2 separate regions of the Mus musculus genome follow, and region 1 is linked to region 2. The links are chromatin contacts, called in public Hi-C maps. All regions are on one chromosome and are shown on one strand. Each heading gives the region's core, a stretch centred on a gene start, on an enhancer-like site or on the middle of the called end of the contact. The rest is flanking DNA. Distances are from core to core; before and after follow the strand shown. Region 1 overlaps Snx29 (sorting nexin 29). Region 2 overlaps Snx29 (sorting nexin 29).

What was found. Hi-C and Micro-C count contacts between places; a contact is called where the count stands out from the background.
Region 1: a Hi-C map of bone marrow-derived macrophages shows a contact between it and region 2, with 2.5 times the contacts expected there. The contact joins two enhancer-like sites. A contact is called at or near these places in 3 of 484 Hi-C or Micro-C datasets (the 63-12 cell line, bone marrow-derived macrophages and reprogramming fibroblasts) and 2 of 9 other capture datasets (adipose tissue and liver).

What each region holds. Positions count from the first base shown.
Region 1 is chr16:11,630,335-11,634,708 of GRCm38.p6, reverse strand. Snx29 (sorting nexin 29) reads right to left here. Exons shown (of 21, transcript NM_028964.4): 16 at 3,135-3,251. Among named protein-coding and RNA genes, the nearest start is that of Gm32100, 49 kb to the right of the region's middle. Within about 2 kb of position 2,303, at least 31 of the 459 cell types and tissues checked have an H3K27ac peak or open chromatin away from gene starts, as enhancers often do. A contact at or near this core is called in bone marrow-derived macrophages, where this site is marked.
Region 2 is chr16:11,432,312-11,436,402 of GRCm38.p6, reverse strand. All of the region lies in intron 11 of Snx29 (sorting nexin 29), which reads right to left. Among named protein-coding and RNA genes, the nearest start is that of Snx29, 110 kb to the right of the region's middle. Within about 2 kb of position 2,437, at least 25 of the 459 cell types and tissues checked have an H3K27ac peak or open chromatin away from gene starts, as enhancers often do. A contact at or near this core is called in bone marrow-derived macrophages, where this site is marked.

The DNA of each region.
Region 1 (4,374 bases), core at 1,054-3,553, 200 kb before region 2:
ATGAGCATATGCATGAGTGTTTGTCTATATGATTGCATGTACACTATGAGCACATGCATGAGTGTTTTGTCTGTATGATTGCATGTACACTATGAGCACATGTATGAGTGTTTTGTCTATATGACTGCATGCACACTATGAGCACATGCATGAGTGTTTGTCTATATGACTGCATGTACACTATGAGCATGTGTGTTGCCCACAAAGGTCAAAAGGCACCAGATGCCCTGGAACTGGAGCTTCGGGTATTTGTAAACTACTATGTGGATTTTGAGAACAAAATCTGAGTCCTCCTCAAAAGCAATAAGTACCCTTAACCACTGAGCAATCTCCTCCATCAGGTATTTTAACAAAGGAGAAAAGTAATCCACATTGTAAGATAAGGTTGTTGGTTTTTTTTAAAGAGTCCAAAAGGTTGGCATTTCCAACTGTTAAATAAAATCCAGTCTCTAAGATCAGATTGAGCCCTGCCCCTTCTCACTGTAAGCCTGTCTTGTCTTCTGTTGTATGAAGGTCACAACTGGTAGCACTGTTAGGTGTGGTGGGGAGGAAATGACACACGCATACTTAAGGAAGCTCATCACACTTGGGCAGTGTGGAGGTTTGAATAAGCTTGGCCCATGGGAAGTGGCTCTATTAGGAGGTGTGGCCTTGTTAAAGGAAGTGTGTCATTGCATAGGCAGGATTTGAGGGATCCTACTGCCCCATCCAATGTGGAAGAGACCCTCCTGGCTACCTGAAGAAGCCAGACTTCTGGTGGCCCTCAGATCAAATTGTAGAACTCTCAGCTCCTCCTGCATCATGTGTGCCTGGACACTGCCATGCTCCCACCTTGATGATAATGGACTGAACCTCTGAAACTGTAAGCCATCCTCAATTAAACTTTATAAGAGTTGCTTTGGCCATGGTGTCTTGTCACAGCAATAAAAACCCTAAGAGAGGCAGTAAGTGACAGGCAATCAGTTACTGCCAGCTCCTCAGATCAGCAGTTACAATCTGTACAGTCTTCATCCTTCACAACAAGAATGAGCGTGAAAGTAGCTCTCTGTAACAGTGTCCACAGTGACCCTAGTCATCTACTCTTTCAGCATAAAGGACACACAAGAACACTACCTAAGTTCAAACTGAGGGTATTCTAAGAAATGGGCCACTGCTCACTTCCTGTCTGCCCATGGTCCCCTCTTCAGCCATCCCTGAAAGCTGGAACTCTATTCATGGGAGACTCACTGTCCTTCTTATTCACAGCACTACAGAAGCATCAAGAAGAGGAACCACTAACCTGATGGAGACACAGAATAACCGGCCTAGGGAGTAACAAGAGATGGATGAATAAAGAGACAGCAGAGTTTGCAGGAGAGCTGACAGGAAACAGTCCAACCAGAATCACACCATCAGTGACACGAAACCAATCTTACACATCTAGGCTCAAGTATCCGCTTAAGGAAAATGAAAACGGGAGGGGTGAGCCGCAGCACCATTCAGTGATGTCATCAGGGAAGCCAGTATAAAACTCCAGGATGGGAACAACCCAGTGTTGTATATCAACTGCAAGGGAGAGAGAGAGAGAGAGAGGAGGGAGGACCCAACAGACAAAATGTAAGAAAAAAGCCAGATTCCCAAAGGCAGGATGGTGGACAGCAAAGGCTGAGGGAAGAAGAAAGGAGTAGGGTTTTGTTGCAGGTGGAGAGTCAGTCAGTCTCCAGAGAAGCATGGCACCATGGTGGGGACGGCTGCACAACACAGGAAAATACACTGCTGAGCTGTCTGCTAAAATGGTTGGAATGAGGTAGGTACTTTTACATCCATTTTTAAATTGTGAGGAAAAAACCTAAGAGGCAATCAATGAAATTATAACATGTGAGCCTCATGTGGATCCCGGATTTTAGGAAGTTATTAAAAATGAGACAGTTGGACATTTGAATACTGCTTCTTGCTGCTGTAAAGGATTTAGGACATAAGAGGTGGGGTGGCATGGCATTTACAGTTTCTTATTTCTAAAAGGTTTTCCCTTTTGTTTAAATTTGTCTCTTGTATATTATATCCCAACTGCAGTTTCCCCTCCATCACCTCCCCAAATCTCTCCCCTGTACCTCCCCTGTGCCCCAGGCCCATCCCACCTCTGCCCTCCCCTCAGAAAAGGGCAGGCCTCCCAGGGACATCCACCAGATACTGCAAAACAAGATAGAAGAGCATTTTCTTATTTTCGACATATACAGTAGGATGCAGAGATAAAATATTACTTACTTAGTGTTTGACTCAGATAATATGGAAGGGGGAAACAGGAAGTGGTATGTTGAAATAGAACTGACGGCAGCTGGTGAGAGCCAAGCTTGGCAATGGAGACCTGAGCATGCTCACTGCTTCCCTGCCAACCTTTGGAACTTGCTGTTTTGCATAGGAAGTGTTTAATGAAGATGAAGCTATGGTGGGCATGCATGGAAGGACCAGCATCCAACCTGACAGCATCACAGCTTGAAATGTTCCAAGTTGGGATGAAAGTAAACGTCTAAAGGACATGACTGATCACAGGTTGTCTCATCAGATACAGAATGACTGAGCCAAGGAAAGCATCAAGCAGTTCTTAACCAGGGGTGTCTGGGGAGATGCAATTAGTACTCCTCTAGTTAAAAAAAAAAAAAAAAAAAAAGGCAGGGATCCCAGAATTCACAGGTCAGCCCTACAACAACAAACAATTGCCTGTGACTCGTCCTACACAGATGCTCCTCAAACCAATCTACCTAACAAAAACAATCAAAAATGAGCAATGAAAAGCTCCATCCCAGCAGACCGCATGGGTACAAGAACACAAAGCGAAGCCTGTTTCCTGGCTGCAGAAATCTGTCCACACAGCAGAGCACAGACACACAGTGGAAGGTCTAAGTCAGTTGAGAGCACAGCACTGTGGAAGGAACATGGAATGCGCCTGTATGACAAGCACATACAACTGCATGACTCTCTAATGATACAGTCTGCAGGTGCAACAAGGGTGTGTGCTTGTCTACTTCCTGTACCTTCCTCGGTCACTGACACCGGCAGAAATGAACTAACTCGGGTAGCAGAAGCCTGGTGGAGCCTCAGGGAGAGCAGAGTGAAGTGGCAGGGCTCAGACCTGCTTCCTGGTGGGGAGCACTCACCGGTCCTCGGAGGTCAATCAGCTCCTGCCTCATTTGGGACACCAGGGCTTCCTTGGCCACCAGGGCCCTGTGTAGACGCTCGTTGAACTCAATCAGCTCCCCATGCATCTCAGCCACCTGGAAAGGCAAGCAGGACATCATCAGCCTCAGGAGTGGCCCTGCCCATGCTGAGCCCCTGCTCCTGGCAGTCTCCCTCCTGCCAGAGACCATGGCACTGTGCACCCAGCAGTGGCATGCAACCTTGAGTTGAATGAGTCTGGCAGTTTATGGTTAGACCATTTCAACCCTTAACAACACTTGTCCAAGGGTTGTCTAAGTTATGTTTGTTGATAAAGTTCCTGCTGGGGCTGGGGGTGCATATAGATAAGTGGTAGCGTGACTGCCTGCCATGTACAAGACCCTGAGTTCAATACTTAGCAGTGCAAAAATAAATTAACCAATGGTGATGATGATGTCCCAGCTAGTGGTGCAATGGGAATAAATGCAGCTCCATTCACGAAGTCCCTGGGTTCAAGTGAGAAAACAGAAATGAGCTCCTTCCTAACTGTGGCTGCACACTCCTCAGCGGCGCCACCGCTCGTCACCATTGACTCTGTCTGCAGCACAATAACATCTTTCCCATGTTCTTAGTCAGCTTCTTATGACAGCTTTGAGGGGCAGATGGATTGATCCCACCTTCCACAAGCAGCTCTGAACTCAGGAGCTTCGAGAGCCTGTTCCAGGCCGTGTAATTGGTTCCTGGAGGGAAGATTAGAGCCCTGGCTGGGTGCTCTAAAACTACACCAACCCCACATGCAGCTGGTCAAGCTTGAGCCATAGAAGCTTCCAAACTCAATTATTCAACATATTTGGCTGGTTCCCAAAGAAGCAAAGATAGAAGTGCTATAAAGTCGTTTGTAGCCAATGCAAGGCCACTCAAGTATGCAATTCAGTGAACCATGAGAGGGTGTTCTGAAATGCTGTCCCTGAACGCTTCAGGAAGACCCCTGGGCAAGCAGCCTCACTTGGCCAGACTGCTGCCTCCTAGCAGACTCCTCCCAAACGTGGACTCACACAGCATTTACTACATGTTAGGATATACATAATGATGCCAGGCTATTTGTCACAGGTATTTAACATGATACATAAAATACGCATACTGTTAGAGGAGGAACATAAGGCCTGGGTGCACTGAAGTGAGGACGTGAATCTCACATCAAGGAGGAAAAGGGAGATGCCCTTTTTTATTACAAAGACAAAT
Region 2 (4,091 bases), core at 1,188-3,687:
ATACAGTATTTGTTTCCAGTGGCATAAAGCACAAGTCTTTAAGGCAGGTGCCCTGAAATTTATGATAGGGGGCTGGAGAGACAGCTCAGTGGTTGAGAGCACTGGCTGCTCTTCCAGAGGACCCAGGTTCAATTCCCAGCAACCACATGGCAGCTGAAAACTGTCAAAAACACCTGTTCCAGGGGATCCAACACCCTCATACAGATATCTATATGCAGCCAAAACACTAATGTACATAGAATAAAAATAAGTAAATAACTAATATAATAAAGATGTGCTTATGAAGAGAAGAGCACAGGCCCTCAAACCCCTGAGCCACAGAAGCCACTTTCTGCCCTGCTCTTCCCTCCCTTGTTAGCACATATAGATTGTGCCTATCCCTTAGTTTGTTATGACAAGGGAAAATCCTGCCACTACAGGCTCCTGTCGTGGTGTCTCCAGGAACAAAGTGGCCACTGAGTTGCATTTTACATGGGAAAATCCCCTTAAACTAAAGGAATAGATTTACTTTTTTCAAATGTGGCTGAGGAGCAAGCATCAGGACTTGAGCTCAGATTCTCAGAATCCATGTAAAGCCAGATAAAATGAGGCAACTCACAGCCATAACCCAGCCCTCCTGTGGCAAGACAGAAGGCAGAGACCACAGAATCCCAGAACTAGCCTGGCATTCAGTGGCCAACAAAAGAGAGGCTGCCTCATATAAGGAAGATGGCAAGCACCAGCACCCAGGATTATCTTCTAGCCTCTACAGGTCACGATGGTGTGTGCACACCTACACACACACACACACACACACACACACACACACACACACACACACACAATCATCACAGCCTGACAATTCACTAAGAATTCAATAAAATCCCTGTCCTTTTCTGCACCAGGCAGCCTGTTTCCCAGATAGTCATTGCTCCCTTTCCTTAACCGCTCTATTCCCAACTACTCTCCAGCCTGAGTTTGTACTCAGGCTTGGTTTTCATCTCTCTAATCACCAGGACAGTTCCCTCAAATTCTGTGTAAGACAGGGCCACCTGGGAAAAGACAGACAAGTATGAGGTCCTTAGAGGGATGTGGGCACAGAGAAAGACCCACTGTCCTCAGTGGGCTGAAGTCAGGCTACCCCCATTTCTGATGGCTCCGAGCAGCTGGAACCTGCTCTTCCCACAGAGCTGAGCCTGAGCTGCTGTTAGCCAATGGTCTTAACATGCAGGCTTTTGGATGACCAGGTTGCGGACCACCACTGTAAAACTCCCTGCTCCAAAGCTGGAGTTCCCGGCCCCTCACCAACTCAGCAATATCAAAGTAATAGGAACATATGCGCCTGGCCTTTCTGCACCACGGCCATCAAACATACAGAGCTGGGAGGGGCCTATGTCAGACACAGAAGCAGCAAAACTTCAAGAAGACAGAATAGCGCAACTTAGCAACCTGGGGCAACTCCCCCAGGAATACTGTGAACCACACGGAGACCTAATGTCCTGTCCTGTCCAACTCAGAAAAGGCTAGAGAAGACAGCACCTAGGTACTGGAAACCAATAGAAGCAGAAACCCAGGCTTAGGGGCATTTCTGCCACTTAATATTTTACACATATGTATTTTATTCATTACACACACACACACACACACACAGAGAGAGAGAGTCTAGTCTCTGTATAAAAAAAATCAAGAAATACTTATATAAATTAAGAAAATTAAATAAGATATTTTTCTTTTAAGAAAAAAAGTCTTCTACTTTACTACCTAAAGTTTAAAAAAAAAAAATAGGCAGTTCAGCTTTATAGAAGTATTTAGTAGACTAAAACCAGGATACTTTAAGGATGCTTAGAGACAATAGAAACAACAGTATTGTGAGGCTACTTATAAAGGGAGATGGCATAATTTGTTTTTCTTTTTTAGCAGGGCAGCTTCCCTAGGATAGCACCCAGGGGCAGGAAAGGAGAGCCCCTCCCCTCAGACGTCACTCCTCCAGCCCTGGGACAGCACAGAAAGGCAGAGCAGAAAGTGGCACACTCTGACGGATTGGGTAGAAGTTCTCCAGTCTGGCAGGTCGCACATTCCTCTGCTCTGCAGAGCTCTGACCAGGGGCCATCACTGTTGCTTTGTTGTTGTTGTTGTTGTTGTTGTTGTTGTTTAATGCTTCTCATCAGAGGCCAATGTACAGCCAAGTTTGGGAAGCACAGAAGCAGGGTCTCAGAAGAGGAGGGCTTGATACAGCTCATAGTTGAGGTGAGAGCTGTTACCTATATTTATAAGTTCCTACAGTGGGTCAGAGTAACCAACAGACATTGTCTCAGTCAGTCTTCTGAACAATCCTCAAAGACTGGGGCTGTTTCCACTTTTCAGAAAAACAGACTGAGGCTCAATGAGAAGTAGGTCAGAGTCACAGAAGGAAGTGAAGGCCCTTGCTGACCACAGAGGGTAGTCAGATGGAGGAGGCCCCTGCCCTTGGTCCTCTAAAGGACTTCCTCTGGGAGAAATTTGCAATGTTGACATATGTACCCTGTTATGGTTTGGACCTTAATTCACCCCAAAGTCTTAAGTGTTGATGGCTTGGTCCAGAGTGCAACTGCTGGTAGGTTCTGGACCCTCTGGGAGGTAAAGTCTAGATGACACAAGTTTAGTAACCAAGGCACATGCCTTGAAGGGATCCTGGCGCCCTAATGCCTTTCTTCCTTGCTCTCTCCTTGTTCCCCAGATTCTCACCTACAGGTGAGCAGCTTCCTGCACTTCAAGCTCCCACTCCAGCACTGTACCTGGCCCAAAAACTACAGTCAACCAACCGAATTTAATGAAACTTTTGAAACAATAACCCCAAATTAACCATTTCTTCACCATGTTTTTAATTCAACAGCTAGTATTTCATTCAAATAGCAGACTCATTATACATGGTCCAAGAGCATTCAAATAAAAAATCAGATGTTACACTGAAACTAATGGAAGAGAAAGTGGGGGAAGAGCCTTAAACACATGGGCACAGGAGAAATTTTCCTGGACAAAGCACCAATGGCTTATGCTCTAAGATCAAGAATTAACAAATAGGACCTCATAAAATTGCAAAACTCCTGCAAGGCAAAGGACACTGTCAATAGGACAAAACAGCAACCAACAGATTGGGAAAAGATCTTTACCAGTCCTACATCTGATGGAGGGCTAATATCCAATATACACAAAGAACTCAAGAAGTTAGACCCCAGGGAACCAAATAACCCTATTTAAAAATGGGGTACAGAGCTAAACAAAGAATCCTCAACTGAGGAATACCGGATGGCTGAGAAGCACCTAAAGAAATGTTCAACATCCTTAGTCATCAGGGAAATGCAAATCAAAACAACCCTGAGATTCCACCTCACACCAGTCAAAATGGCTAAGATCAAAAACTCAGACCAAACATGGTAGCACACGCCTTTAATCCCAGCACTCAGGAGGCAGAAACAGGCGGATTTCTGAGTTCGAGGCCAGCTCGGTCTACAGAGTGAGTTCCAGGACAGCCAGGGCTATACAGAGAAACCCTGTCTCCAAAAAAAAAAAAAAAAAGCCTCAGCAGATGCTGGTAAGGATGTGGAGAAAGAGGAACACTCCTCCATTGCTGGTGGGATTGCAAGCTTGTACAACCACTCTGGAAATCAGTCTGGTGGTTCCTTAGTAAATTGGACATAGTACTACCTGAGGTCCCAACATGTAACAAGGACACATGCTCCACTATGTTCATAGCAGCCTTATTTATAATAGCCAGAAGTTGGGAAGAACCCAGATGTCCCTCAACAGAGGAATGGATACAGAAAATGTGGTACATTTACACAATGGAGTACTACTCAGCTATTAAAAACAATGACTTCAGGCTGTAGAGATGGCTCAGCAGGTAAGAGCACTGACTTGTGGCACATTTACATTTAGACCACTGGACCTTTGGGTTTTGTATCCGCCTGCGGCCGCACGAACTGGGTTCCTCAGTGGGAGGCCGGAGCTGTAAGGGAGGAAAGGTGAGAGAAGAGACCAAAGGTCCTGACTTAAAATCCCAGCAACCATATGGTGGCTCACAACCATCCGTAATGAGATCTGACGCCCTCTTCTGGTGTGTTTAAAGACAGCTA